Linked DNA regions of Pan troglodytes: region 2 is linked to region 1. The links are chromatin contacts, called in public HiChIP or PLAC-seq maps. All regions are on one chromosome and are shown on one strand. Each heading gives the region's core, a stretch centred on a gene start, on an enhancer-like site or on the middle of the called end of the contact. The rest is flanking DNA. Distances are from core to core; before and after follow the strand shown. Region 1 holds the start of TMEM106C (transmembrane protein 106C). Region 2 holds the start of RPAP3 (RNA polymerase II associated protein 3).

Region 1 (2,528 bases), core at 19-2,518:
GACTTTTCCCTTGACTTCATGATTTGGGGGTCCTGAGATTTATTTTTCTTTCACAATGGTAGTGAGGCATGTCTGACTCCCCCTTCCCATCATGGCCTGAACTAGTTTTTCAGGTTAACTTTGGAATGCCCTTGGCTGAGAGGAGGGGTCCATGCAGATGGCTGGGGGTGGAGAAGACTTAGCTTTATTTTTGTTTCACAGAGGACTGCTTGAGCCCCAGAATTTGAGGCTTCAGTGAGCTGTGATGGCACCACTGTACTTGATCCTGGACGACAGAGCAAAACCCTGTCTCAAAAAAAAAAAAAAAAAAAAAAAAAAAGCTTTCTTGGTGAGACAAGGAAATTCCAGAGAGAGTCTTCCCCTATGCTTGGGGTTGAGGGGAGGAACAAGACAAGGTTAGAGGTACCTTGATTCTGAGACTTGTTTTCTTTTAATTCTCAAAAGCACTCAGTATGCTCAAACACCATATTTTGGGGAATCGTTTTCTGTGACCCAACAGATGAAAAAAAAAAACGTTTCAAGAAGGAGAAGAGGTGGATCAGAGATGTGAGAGGGGAAGTAGAGGGTCCTTGTTGCCTCTTACTAAAGACTCAGTGGGCTGATTGTGGCCAGTGGTCAGGCAGATGGCTAGACAACAGCAGGTACACTGGCATTCCCCACAGGAGAAAGAGGAAAATACAGAGGTGGCAGAAACCTGAGGGGTCACCAGCCTCAGCCTCACTCTGTATTGCCAAGTGGGCCCCTTATTCATCCCATTTCAGAATATCTCCTCTCCCCTAGCATCATCTTTAATAATTTCACCTGGTTAATGTCTGTACTCAACTCCTGCTGCTGCAGGCTAAGCTCAACCTGGCAGTATGAACAAAGAAACCCACCCATTAAAAAGTACCCTCTAGGCCGGGCACAGTGGCTCAGGCCTGTAATCCCAGCACTTTGAGAGGCCAAGGTGGGCAGATCACCTGAGGTCAGGGGTTTGAGGCCAGCCTGGTCAACATGGTGAGACCCGGTCTCCACTAAAAATACAAAAATTAGCCAGGTGTGGTGGTGTGCGCCTGTAATCCCAGCTACTTGTGAGGCTGAGGCAGGAGAATCGCTTGAACCCGGGAGGCGGAGGTTGCAGTGAGCTGAGACTGTGCCACTGTACTCCAGCCTGGTCGACAGAGCAAGACTCCATCTCAAAACAAACGAACAAACAAACAAACGAAAAGTGCTTTCTAACCTCTTACGTACGTGCCTTTTTTGTGGAGGTCTGGGGAAGGGGGGCCCTACTACCGAATGAATCTACTCCTTGGTGCCTCTTGGCACCTAACTGGCTTGCAAAGCTCAGCTGTGGGGTCCGTTCCTGCGAGAAGCCAGCAGGACTCCCCATGGAAGGTTTCCCCCAGGCTGGGCCCCTCTGACTTGTGAGACTTCCAGCAGCACTTTTATCTACAGTATTGGAGGGGTCTGATGAAGCCTCTGGTTCCCCTCCTGGACTGAGGACAGGTTCTGATATAATTGCCGGACGGGTTCTCCTTGCCCGTTGCCCAGAGCTGATTCATCAAGACAGGGGAATTGCTGTGGAGATTTTAATTCATGCAGAGCCGGCTGAATGAGATACCAGAGTTTTATTACTCAAATAAGTCTCCCCGATAATTCAGAGACTGGGGTTTTTTAAGGATAATTCGGCTGGTAGGTATCAGGCAGTGGGGAGTGCTGATTGGTCAGGTTGGAGATGAAATCATAGGGGGGTCTAAGTGGGTTCTTCTTGCTGTTTTCTGTTCCTGGGTGGGATTGCAGAACTGGCTGAGCCAGATAACTGGTCTGGGTACTGCCAGCTGGTGCCTCAGAATGCAGGGTCTGAAAAATATCCCCAGCACCGATCTTAGATTTTACAATAGTGACGTTATCCCTTGGAGCAATAGGGAAGGTTTGGAATCTTGTGACCTCTGTCTGGATGACTCCTAAACCATAATTTCTAATCTTGTGGCTAATTTGTTAGTCTTACAAAGGCAGTCTGGTCCCCAGGCAAGAAGGGGGTTTGTTTTGGGGAAGGGCTGTTATCTTTGCTTCGAAGTTCAACTATAAACTAAATTCCTCCCAAAGTTAGTTTGGCCTATACCCAGGAATGAACAAGGGCAGTTCGGAGGTTAGAAGCAAGACGGAACTGGGTAAGTCAGATCTCTTTCACTGTCATAATTTTCTCACTTACAATTTTTGCAAAGGCAGTTTCTCTGGATGCTCCGCATGTGTGTACCCTCAGCGACTACACAGCTCCTGTACTATAAAGAATATTTCAGAATGGCTTCGGTAGCCGGCAGCACCATCCTCCTCTCGCAGCAGAGAAGTGTTTTGCTCTGGAAACTTGACTGAAGCCTTTCCCAGCCTATCTAGCGAACAGCAGAGCATCGTCCCGACTCCGCGGACTACCGCGGCCCAACAGCAAGGGTCGCGGCTCCCCGGCGCTCTCTGCCGCCCTCTACCGGAACCTAGGGAGCCAGACAGCTGCGATATTGGGAAGGCCTCCGGAGCCCCGAAGAGCGCACGCG
Region 2 (2,528 bases), core at 18-2,517, 260 kb before region 1:
GCAACACTTCGAGATCCCCATCTCTACTAAAAACACAAAAATTAGCCAGGCGTGGTGGAGGGTGCCTATAGTTCCAGCTACTCAGGAGGCTGAGGTGGGAGGATCGGGAGATCGAGGCCACAGTGGGCGGTGACGGGCCCACTACACTCCAGCCTGGGACAAAAAAAAAAGGAGGGGGGGAATGAAATGAGTTAAGTAAATGAGATTATATGGAGATTACAGTACATTTGCCTTTGATAATATAAGACTTGTTCTTGAGCATAGTCTGGGGAAAAAGCAACAAAGTAAAAGATATAGGAAAAAGGATGAGTGATGGGGCAAAATCTCCAAAAAGGTAGGAGAAGAGTCAAAGCTTTACGCGGAGGGAAGAGAAGTAAGGTGGGAGGGAGAGAGACGGAATTAGAAAAACATTTGTTTAGGACAGTGAAAAATACCTCACTAAGAAGGGACAGTTGCAGATGCAGATAGGTCTTCTGACTCGTAGCCTCAACAACTAAATTAGGTTTAAGCTTCTTTCAGGCAGTGTCCATGTTTGACCATATATGCACAACTCATTCAAAAACAAAACTAGTACAACGCTTTGTTGGGAACTCAAATAAATGAATAAAAGCGCAACAAGTCAGTGAGATGCTGACGGGGGTTAGATGCTTTTCCATTTCACCCATCACCGCTGCTGCTCGAGCAGGCCCAAAAACTCTCCCAGGGACCCTGCGATGGGGCGGGGGTGCGAGCCAGCAATCAAAAACTTCCAGCGCTGGGCGTATCACTTTCACACCCGCTGTCCCGGCGAACACTGCACACCCACGCCGCAAGGGGGCGGGCCCCACCTCGGTCTTTGCGGGAGGGCCGCTCTGCCTTCCCGAGCACTGCAAATCGCAGCAGGGTGGAGGGTCCGCCTGCAAAGCAAAGCGTGCAGGCCCGGGTTGCGGGGGCGAGCCCCTCCGGGAACGCGCGACCCGGGACGCCGCTGCCCTGGACACCGACGCGCCGCCTCAACGCGCGCCTCCACCGCCAGCCCCGGCCCGCCCCGCCTCACCGGTACCCGTAACCGCTACCCCTCCTCCCACCGGCCACCCCAAGGATCTCCTACGCTGCTCCGGGCAGCGAGAACCGCAACGCCCGCTCACCTGACCAGGCCGTAACCCGCCGCACTGCCACCCCGTCAGCCCCGCAGCGACTCACGCCGAGCCCGGCAGTGACTCACGCAAAGCCCCGCCTCCTGCGCTTCCCCACAAGCCCCTGCGGCCTCGCCCCGCCCCCTTTAGCCTGGGCTTGAGCGCGCGCAGAAGTCAGCTTCGTGACTTCCTTCTCAGGATGGAACCAGCTTGGTGGCTTGAGGGTATGTAAAAGCAATATCTGAGCCTTCTGCCTGCTTCCAATATGACTAAGCTTAAAAGGAGATAACCCAAAAACTGCAGGATCATCCTGATTTTCTGATCTCCAAAACAATAAAACCTTGAATATTTCCCTGGACTCCCTTAAACAGTTTAATCCCTAATATTTACCTTGCTAATCTCTGACCTTTGTGACATTAATTTGTCTGACCTTTGTGAGTATAATAACCATGTGAGAAAGTTGCTGTTTTTCCACCATGAACAGACTACTGTCAACCGGTAATCCTGGTAATTTTAGGGGATTTTTTTTTCCCTTTAAGTACTGGTTGGCAAACTAGTCCTTCCGTCTAACTCCTCGCATCTTTTGCAAGTAAACCCCTTTTCTAAGTGAATCTATCTCTGAGTCTTTCTTTGACATGTGCCAGTGTTACAATCTGTCTTTAGATATGCTCTGGCTTACAGAGAAAAAAGAACGAAACTTCTAACACTTTTTGCTTCTGCTTCCCGTGTGAGGGAGTCTTCGTTGCAATGACAACTCTTAAACGAAAGCAAAACAAAAATAATTGCAGAAGTCCACAGAAGCAAACACAAACAAATGAAACTTTCCATTTAAAACAGGACTGTAACCTCAAATATCCTCAAAATCCAGATCGGTTGTTCTCAGTCTTGACTGAGCTTTGGAATCACTTAGGGAGTATATACATATACACGTGTGTGTGTGTGTGTTTGTGTGTGTGTGTGTGTGTATACTGATTTCTGTGTCCTATCCCAGAGATTCTGATGTAACTAGTCTTGAGTGAAGCCAATCAGAATTTTTTAAAGCATAGGATACGGCTGTGCATTTGAAGCTGGAAGCCACTAACCCAGGCGCTGATCAATGAAGAACTAGGCTGGAGTGCTGTCTTACAAGGTCATATCATTAGCACATCCTTCCCATTGCTTAATTATTGGTATCTTTATATTTTAAAATCATAGTAGTCAAATCATTAAGTGTACGTCAAAATATTTACTAATGAAATGATTCTTTGGTTGTATTAGGGAGATAGAGAACTGACTTTTAAGAATTTTTTTATTAAGTATTTAAAAGCAAATATTGATTTACTGGTGTTTTTAACAAAAGCAACCACATTTGTTTTATTAATTCTGACAGAGTTGATTGAGAAGAGAGATAAGGGGGCTAGCTGGCTGCTCTAG

The links. HiChIP or PLAC-seq counts read pairs in DNA pulled down with a chosen protein or histone mark.
Region 2: a contact with region 1 is called in an H3K4me3 HiChIP or PLAC-seq map of stem cell-derived excitatory neurons, with 2.7 times the contacts expected there. The contact joins the promoter of RPAP3 here to the promoter of TMEM106C in region 1.

The regions. Positions count from the first base shown.
Region 1 is chr10:47,889,132-47,891,659 of NHGRI_mPanTro3-v2.0_pri, reverse strand. TMEM106C (transmembrane protein 106C) reads left to right here and starts at 1,268. Exons shown (of 9, transcript XM_054664324.2): 1 at 1,268-1,675; 2 at 2,209-2,528.
Region 2 is chr10:48,147,879-48,150,406 of NHGRI_mPanTro3-v2.0_pri, reverse strand. It overlaps RPAP3 (RNA polymerase II associated protein 3), which reads right to left and starts at 1,267. Exons shown (of 17, transcript XM_016923559.4): 1 at 1,128-1,267. LOC104001553 (a long non-coding RNA gene) reads left to right here and starts at 1,216. Exons shown (of 4, transcript XR_673416.5): 1 at 1,216-1,339.